2 separate regions of the Mus musculus genome follow, and region 2 is linked to region 1. A link is a contact called in public ChIA-PET data. All regions are on one chromosome and are shown on one strand. The core of a region is the stretch at or near the end of the contact, and the rest is flanking DNA. Distances in the headings are between cores, read along the strand shown. Region 1 has its middle 48 kb from the start of Gng2. Region 2 holds the start of Saysd1 (SAYSVFN motif domain containing 1).

The links. ChIA-PET counts read pairs in DNA pulled down with a chosen protein or histone mark.
Region 2: a contact with region 1 is called in an RNA polymerase II ChIA-PET map of effector CD8 T cells, with 39 read pairs. The contact joins the promoter of Saysd1 here to the enhancer-like site in region 1. A contact is called at or near these places in 2 of 39 promoter capture datasets (the C10 cell line and maxillary cranial neural crest), 1 of 484 Hi-C or Micro-C datasets (natural killer cells), 4 of 115 datasets of contacts at active chromatin or transcription factors (effector CD8 T cells, embryonic stem cells and memory CD8 T cells) and 2 of 9 other capture datasets (adipose tissue and liver).

What each region holds. Positions count from the first base shown.
Region 1 is chr14:20,022,990-20,027,581 of GRCm38.p6, forward strand. No RefSeq gene overlaps it. Among named protein-coding and RNA genes, the nearest start is that of Gng2, 48 kb to the left of the region's middle. Within about 2 kb of position 2,477, at least 86 of the 459 cell types and tissues checked have an H3K27ac peak or open chromatin away from gene starts, as enhancers often do. A contact at or near this core is called in effector CD8 T cells, memory CD8 T cells and natural killer cells, where this site is marked.
Region 2 is chr14:20,081,100-20,085,691 of GRCm38.p6, forward strand. It overlaps Saysd1 (SAYSVFN motif domain containing 1), which reads right to left and starts at 2,073. Exons shown (of 2, transcript NM_026209.1): 1 at 1,779-2,073. The coding sequence starts at 1,988.

The DNA of each region.
Region 1 (4,592 bases), core at 1,227-3,726:
TTGTTTATCTGGCTTTGTAAATTACTTCTCTAAACAACCAATGTATTTTTAAATGTGCCAGCATTTTAAAAATATATATATGCTCAATACCATCAGTATGGCTGACTTAGTGATCTGTCAGTGAGCAGAAGGACTAGAGAGCTAGCTTTAGCCTTGTTGGTTAATTCAGTCCCTGGTGTAAATTGTTTATCACAGATTGGACATGACTGACTGTTTTCATCTTTCATCTGTTGGTTGGGTGTATGGAATAAGAAGGTAGAGATTTTTTTTTTAAGGTTCTGTTAATAGGGTTAATTTTAGAAAACTTTGTAAAATAAATCATTGTACTGGTTGGTTTTATGTGTCAACTTGACACAGGCTGGGGTTATCACAGAGAAAGGAGCTTCAGTTGGGAAAATGCCTCCATGAGATCCAGCTGTGGGGTATTTTCTCAATTAGTGATCAAGGGGGAAAGGCCCCTTGTGGGTGAGATCATCTCTGGGCTGGCAGTCTTGGGTTCTATAAGAGAGCAGGCTGAGCAAGCCAGGGGAAGCAAGGCAGTAAGTAACATCCCTCCATGGCCTCAGCATCAGCTCCTGCTTCCTGCCCTGCTTGAGTTCCAGTCCTGACTTCCTTTGGTGATTAACAGCAATGTGGAAGTGTAAGCCAAATAAACCCTTTCCTCCCCAAGTGCTTCTTGGTCATTGTTGTGTCCGGCCAGCAGACCACAACCTGGGTTCTAGCCTGGAAAGGCATTTTGGAAACCTGGAAGAGAAGAGGGGCTAGGTGGCGAGAGAAAGGAATGTAGCCAAGACAGTTACTCTGATCAAGGCTCAAATTTTATTGTTGCGACACTAGTTATGAAGGAAGGGGGAGGGGACCCGATTCCCGCCGAATAATCTCTGGTCCAGTAGAAAGGTGCACGTGTGTGGCTCTGCAGGTTCCAGCAGTGGGCGTGGCAGAACGAATGAGCAGGAAGCTCCACCCCTGAGCAAGCAGGTTTCAGGCTGGGGGAGGGGAGACTACAGGTCATGATGTTTGTGCAGGAATAGAAACCCTGACTATGACAATCATCTACTCTTGACATGGCTGTTCTCCACTCCGGTAGTAACACAGGATGGTTAGAGCAGTGCTCCCCAACCTTCCTATGCTGTGCTCCTTTGATACAGTGCTCATGCTGTGGTGACCCCAACCATAGAGTTATTTTGTTACTACTTCATGACTGTATTTTTGCTACTGTTATAACTTGTAATATAAATGTGTGTTTTTCCATGGTCTTAGCTGGCCCCTGTGAAAGAGTCATTCAGAAACCCCAGCAAAGGGGTCAGGAACCACAGGTTGAAAACCGCTGTTCTAGGCTGTTCTAGACAAGTGCCTGTTGAAGATACAACAAAGCAGTCACTGTCTCTGTGGGCTATTTTAAATTGGAAATTGAAAATCATTTCTTTGGGGGTAATACAACTTAGTATTAAATTTTCTCTACAGTGGCCTTACATTTACTATCAAATCTTAGAATGTATGTATAACAATTTGGTATTAAGAAAAATATGTATTAAGTCATCTTTTTAAATACTAGATATGGTTATTTAAGGTAATAGTCCCAATCTTTAAAAAATTTACCTTGCAAATAGTTTCTAATCAAAAAATTGTGTTTTACTTGAGATATTCTGTGTTCGTTAAATAACAGCTGATTTGCTAATAATTAAAACAAATATAGAGTTCATCATATATGGAAGAAAGGCATGTCACTTAGACAGTTGTGTTCAGTGTGTTCAGCATCCTTGGATACTGATTTAACTGACTTCTTTTACACAGCTTCCAGGTCCTCCTTCCTTATGCAGGAGTCTGAACATAAACAAACATCTAATTATAGATACCTTTTCCTTCTGCTGACCCTGGTCATGCTACAGCCTATTGTACAATTGTCTTTAACCTTCTGTAGATTTTACATTTAACCTCATGTCATATTGATTCATGTTAACCTTAATGTAAGAGTTTTCCTTCTGTAACTTTATCTCTTAATGTTCCCCACAAGGTTGTACAGTTATTATCTTCTGTCTTAGGTCCTGGCTCTTTGCCAACTGTTTTGTTTTATCACGGCCCTCCTGGATGGACCTACCTCTGAGGCACTCTGACTGCTGCTCCCCTGTCACTCTTCTGTCAGCCTTGAAGCAGCTACTGGGAGATGACACCCCCAATTCTTAAAAACAGTTTGGGTGGCCTCTGAAAGGGGACTAATGAGCCATGGGCCATCCAACTCATCCCTCTTCTTGCAACTCTGGATGTGGCTTTGGTACTCAGAACTAAAGCAGCTGTCCTTCTTTCACCGGTTAACTTCTCTGTCTCCCCAGCTCAGCTCAGTTTAACACCTGTCAGGACCAGCTCAACTCCTTGGCTGCTGCAGTGCTCCGAGATTACAAAGCACTAGCCTTGACTGCTGATACGGATGAGGTCTGCGCCTTTCTCAAACACTGTTCCATGCCAAGGAATCTTAAATGGCTTGAAATGGGGCCACCTAGACAGGGACTAGACAAAAATTCAACCACAAGCCTCTTCCTGTGCATGGGTTTCCGGTTCCCTCCCACTCTGGCTCCTCCCACTCTGGCTCCTCCCCTGGGTCACTCCTTTCCTCATACTTAGGTTTTTACCCTGGCACACTCCTTTAATCCCAGCACTTGGGAGACAGAGGCAGGCAGATTTCTGAGTTTGAGGCCAGCCTGGTCTACAGAGTTCCAGGGCTATACAGAGAAACCCTGTCTCGAAAAACCAAAAAAAAAAAAAAAAAAAAAAAAAAAGAAAGAAAGAAAGAAAGAAAGAACGAAATTTAAATGCCTTACTTACTGAACTTCACCCTATACCCAAACAATACGTTCCACACAAGCTCTCCCAATAACCTTCCACTACAACAGCTCCATTCGTTCTTAAGACATCAGCAAACAAACGACCCTTTAGAATCTGTGGAAAAACTGGCTAGAGTGGACCTTCATCCCTTTCACGCCAGGCCAGAGACGGTCCTTTACATTAGTCCTCTATTTTCTCTTGTTCCCTTCCTTGATGCCCTGTAGCTCCCTGCTGCTTTTGCTAGTTGATTTTGGTGCAACAGTCCTGGCAAGGGGACCAGTCACTGTCACTCAGAATCTACTCGGCCCACTTTCTCTCTCTGGCTGTGCTCTGTCTCTCCTGCTTTCCCAGGAAACCTCTCAGCTCTACTCTCTAAGCAAGCCATCTGCTTACAGCCCTCCAATAATTATTTATCAAGTCTTTTCAAGAACACAGGAAGGCAATTCTGCTCCATTGCATCTGATCAAGTTAAGACTCTCCTCCTGCTACATGACCAGAGGACCTCTCTCTTTAGTGGACCCTCCTCTGCAGAAAACAGCTAAAACACTCCTCCCCTGAATTTTTTATAGCCTATCAGAGTTAGAAAGTGTAGCTGAGAGTCTACACTTCCCATCTCCTTTTGTAGGCTTTTGGGCATTCACACATATGAGTGACAAAGATGCCCCCTTCCTGTGAATAAAAACAGTCCCACCTAAGGTCAGACCAAGCCACTTTCTGCCTTCCATATCTCTACAGCTGCCTTTTAATAATCTAACAGCTTGCAATCTGGAAGGTGCACCTATAACCCATTCAAGTGTAAGGTCAAAGGGCCGGCATGCACCATGAACCCCCAGACTCTGGGAAACCCTCTGAGCAAAGCTGTGCTCTAAAAGCAGCATGTACAGCCCACATGGATTTATGAAGAATGAGATTGTAGGGAATAGCTTCAGCCACTGGCCGACACCCTTCAGCCTTGGTTCGGAGTGAACCCAACCTTACAAATAAGTTCTGAGAGTGGCCTTTGGGAGGAAAGCAATCATTAAACGTTACTCATCAAATAAGAGCACTGCTACAAGATGAGGATTGTCACCATCTTTCTGTTCCCAAGAAGTCAATACTTTCCAAGGAAATGAGCAATTAGAGGTGGAACCGTGTGTTCCTGACTCTGCCTGGGTGGAAGACTGTATCCATATTACTGAGTTTGCACTGTGGATGAACAGAGTGGCCTTGGTTTAAATGAAGCACAAGTGTTTCAGTACCCTGAATAAATGTTTGGTTTTACACACACACACAAACTAAAAGAGAAAGTCTTTCTGTTATTATGACAACTAAGAAAGAGTACATGGCAAATTTTACAGGACTCTGTACAGCCACAGTAACTTTCTGTCTTAGGATTTTCATTTTTGTGAAGAGACACCATGACCAAAGAAATCTTATAAAGGACAACATTTAATTGGGGGTAGATTACTGGTTCAGAGGTTCAGTCAATTATCATTAAGGTAGGACCATGGCAGTGTCCAGGGAAGCATGGTGCAGTAGATGCTGAGAGTTCTACATCTTCATCTGAAGGAAGGCAGGAGCAGACTGTCTTCAGGCATCTAGGAGGATGGTCCCAAAGCCCACCTCAAAGTGACACACTTCTCCAACAAGGCCACACCTCCTAATAGTGCCACTCTCTGGGTCAAGTGTATTCAAACTACCATACTCATGTTGGCCTAAGCTAAACCAAAGGTCCTTGCCAAGTGGTGCAGAGTTCTGGGCTTGACTTCCCAGACCCAGATCTGTCAAATGAA
Region 2 (4,592 bases), core at 823-3,322, 58 kb after region 1:
AAAGCAGTCCACCCCCATTAACATGTACTGGAACTCTGGAGGTAAACCAAAAAAGGCAAACTGACTTATCTTTCACCTGCTGCCCAGAGGTTAAACAAACAGATTCATCCCCCACACTTATTTCAAAAAGCAGTTTACCCAGAAAAGCAGTTTCTGGGTCTGGCAAAGCCATGCTCTCCCAGTCCCTGATCCTACATGGCACGTTCTCCTGTACCCTCAGGTACTGATCAGCAGGGTTTGGGTGTGCCAGCCTCTCAGAGCAATAAAAGTCTGCTTTGTGTAGAGGTCAGACTGGGTCTATTCTCTGTTTTCCTCATTTGACTTCTTACAGACCCAGCCCTATGTATGTATTTGGCTCTTGTTATGGTTACAAGAAACTAAGGCCCTGTGACTGCTGAAAAGCGTAGTGTGCTGGTTCATTTCTTGTCAATTTGACCCAAACTAGAGTCTTCTGGGAAGAGGGAATCTCAATTGAGAAATGAGAGTGCCAGTAGGCAAGTCCATGGCCTGTAAGCTAAAATAAGCCCCTTCCTCCCCACATGGCTTTGGTTATGGTGTTTATCAAAATAACAAAAACCAAACCAGGACACAAATTTCCTCCTTGGAGTGTTTCATATTTCCACCCAGGGATTCCAACCTCACAGGCAAGTACCTTTGCCAGGATACTCCTGTGTGGAACTATATGAAGCCACAATGAGATTCGAATGGGCTATCATACTTGTCCAAATTATTTCTACCTAGATCACTCACAGTTGAACTTGAATACCCTTCTCTAGTCCAAGAGGGGCCTATAAGCCCATGCACATCACTCTAGGCAGTTACAGTGGCCACACTTCCATAGTCAAACCCCGTTTTGCACAGGCCAGACCTTGCTTAGCTTCAGAAATCAAGCTGCATTCAGAACAGTATGGCCATAGTCTCAAACCTCTTTTTGTTTCCTGGTCCAAATCCCATTTCTAAAGTACAAGCTACCCGAGACACTGGCTTCCTCTACCCAAGGTGTGAATAAAGTGCAGCCTTAATTACTGCCACCTCTGAGCCATAACCAGTAAGGCCTTTACCCCCTCACTAGCAGTGGATGCAGCTCAGTGGTTTCAGACCCCAGGACAAGGTGCTGAGGTGTATATTTTACACACCAAGCAGACCTGGCCTCCAGGTTCTCCAAGCATCTCTCAGTCCCTACCTAGCATACCCTACCCCCAACCCTGAACTTTCCAGCCCACAGGCTCTTTACTATATAACCCAGACTTTTTTTTGTTTGGTTGGTTTTCTCTCTTCCTCTTCTTCCTTTTCCTTCTCTCTTTCTCTTCTCCCTCCCCTCTGTCTCCCTTCTCATGGCGACTTCCCTGGCCTCCTTCCTAGGGCCAGTGAACTCATCGGCACAAAAGCAGCTTCCCGATAAACCTATATATATACTAATCTGGCTTGAATTGGCTTACTTCACCAGTGGAGAAATAACTTATCAGTTTCTCAAAGCCACGAATCTCTGTCATTAACTCGCAGTGAACAACTGGAGAGCAGAGATGTTTCTTCAAGCTCCCTAGAGCTTCGCTTTGTTTTCAACTAGTTGCTGCATAGGATTGTCTGGGATGGAAAACGTCAAGGCCACGTATCATGTGCTGATACACAGAGCGGAAATGCGGTGTCCAGCCACGAGGCAGGCGAGGAGAGAGCGCACAGGACAAGGAAGAGCCAGATATCCTGGGTGTGGCTTGGGCAGGCAGGGGCGTGGCCCCCGCGCGGAGGCGGAGCTTCAAGGTGCAGGCCTCTCTCCTCACCTGAGGCTGGTTGGGCTGAGCCTGAGCGATGGCGGGGTTGGCTTTCCGTTTCAGGAAGCGTGTCAGCCAGCCCGTGGCTGTCTTTGGGGTCGCCGCCGCTGGCTCCGCCTTCGCTCCCGAGGTCTGTACGCTCTGACTGGACGTGGAAGGCTGGGCTACCAGACTGGCCCGTTTGCGGGCCTCCCGGAACTCGGCTAACCGCTGTTCCATGGTGCGCAGCCGCCCGCTCGCCGGTGTGTGTCCAGGCCTGTCCTCGGCCGCCGTGCGCCTGCGCACGTGGCCCTCTGTTGCGCCTGCGCGTTGCATGAGCCCGGGTCGGAATTTTCCAAGGCTTTGTGACGTCTGGTGACCCTCCTGTACCTGGAGCGGTCCTCGGTTCTCGAGAGGAGAGTGAACTGAGTGTCCCATCTCCTCCGGCTAAAAGGTTGCGTTTAAAGTATGAGAACCGTCAGATGTTCCGGCTCTTGCCCGGGCCGCAGAACTCAGTTCTGACGTGTTTGCTCCTCACCTCAGGTTCAGGGAAGAACGCATGCGGGGAAGCCAGTGGTCAGCACCGCAGAAAAAGCGTCTCGGGACGCGGGAGGAGACCTGTGATCTCTGGGAAGTTTCCCGTGTCAGAAAGGCAGGATGCGTCCTACCTTCTAACTCTTACTGCAGTCTATCAGTCTCGCTGAAGGTGTTCACACCTCCATTTTCTTAGCATTTAGTTTGCTTGCTACACTAGAAAGATGCATTGACTAGACAAGAAATGTAAAACAAACGAACTTACTGAGGAAAAACTTAAATACACAAACCTGGGGGGGGGGGTTGTCAAAAGACTTTAAAAGCTAAGGATAGGAGGAAGCCAGACTGAAACTGTCTTATGGCCATCACAGGGCCACTCTTGAACTCCCAGCAGCGTGTTTGCCTGCACAAAACCAAACGACCCAACCTTCGCAAGCCCCCACTCCTAACTGGGGAGCTACTTATGGGTGATGATTTCGGGCGGGGTAGAGAGTCAGTTTCATGTAAGCCCTGGTAGATCCTGGTGGATTGCTCCATACCCATGAATGGGAATTTGTGGACTTCTTAAAAAGTGAAAAAGAGGACAAGGTGCGAGAGGGGTCAATGTTGGAGGAGTTAGAGGAGGAGAATGCATATGACCAAAACATACTAAAAATATATAAAATCTATAAATCGTAACTATAGTGTGTAACTACCATCCAGTAAAGAACATTTCTAGAACTCTGGGTGTTCTTATCCTTTCTTGCAATTAGTATTTACCCAAAAATTAAAATTTTAGATCTTACAGTTTTACAGATTTTTAAAGCTCCAAGCTAAGTACCAAGGATTTAGCTAAGTAGCACTTGCAGAATTGAGTCTCAAATACTTGTTGGATACTACTGAGTTCGAGTCAAAAAGCTAGAAAATATTCATTTAACAAATGTTTGTCTAGGGCTATGTGTTGAGTTCGGCACCAAACATTAAGGATTGAGAGCAGGAGGCAGGGATCACAAATGAAATAAAGACCTTTGCTTTCTACATTCTAATTGGAAAGATTTTTTTGTTGTTTTGGGTTTTTTGTTTTGGGTTTTGGGTTTTTTTTTTTTTTTTGGTTTGTTCTTTTGTGTAATGTGTGTGTGTGTGTGTGTGTGGTCTGTATGTCAGTGCAGTTGCTTGTGGAAACCAGAAGAGGGTGTTGAGTCCCCTGGAGCTGGAGTTCCAGGCAGTAGCTGGGGAAGCATTCTTAACTGCTGAGCCATTTCTCCTACTCCCAAAGTGGAGTTTCTATGGCAGTGTCATGTTGAGAAGCTATGAAAATCTCTTTCTCATCAGTCATAGGCCTGTTTCCCCTTAGAGACTGCAAATCCTTTTTGTTCATTGCATTTGTCACCCGACAACACTAAAACCTTAGAGCACACAGGGAAGGCGCATAGAAATAATGCATGGCCATCTGTGGCCTGTGGTGATCAGTGTCCCTGGTAAATGCGGTGCCTTCAGAAGGGTAAGAGAGGAGGCCTGGCAGAACTAAGTGAACCAATAGGGATGATTCAGAGGCCATCTTGCCAGCACCTGGAGCTGGAATAACAGGATGAGCCAAGGTTGCCCGTGAAGGATCACAGAATGGGTAGGGAAGGGTGGGAAAAGGATCAGCTGAGGCAAACCGGGACTTTCCAGGCAAGTGCTGACATCTTCTGTCTTGATTTGCTGACCCATTTTCTATTTGCTGTGCTTTCTTCTTATAAATTTGTTTTGGTACTTTGTAAACTTAAGTCCTTTTTGGAAGAGGTTGAAAGATGAGATACCAGAAAAGATGAAAGGATCATGAAGAACAAATCCCGCCAAGCCAACTTCATTTCCTCTTCAGATGAAACTGCAGGATAGAGAGCTCAAGAGGTGGCTCAGGGGTTAAGAGCAAATGTGCTGCTTTTGTTGAGGTCTGGAGCCTGAATCTCAGCACCCACACCAGGCTGCTCACAGCCACCTGGAATCCCAGCTCCCGGAAATCCAGTGCCCTCCTCTTGCCTCCTCAGGTACCCATGCATATACACAGACACAGAATTAAAAATAAAAATGAATCTTTAAAAATAAGCCCTGGGGGAGAGTAAATAATTGTTTCCTGGAGGGCTGGAGAGATGACTCAGAGGTTTATAACACTTGTTGCTCTTCCAAAGGACCTGGGTTTGATTCCCAACACCTACATGGTCATAGATAACCATCCATAATTCCACTTGTAGAGGATCCAGCATCCTTTTCTGACCTCAGGCACCAGGCATACATATTGTGCATGTATATACATATAGGCAAACACTCATAAACCTTTCCAATATACTA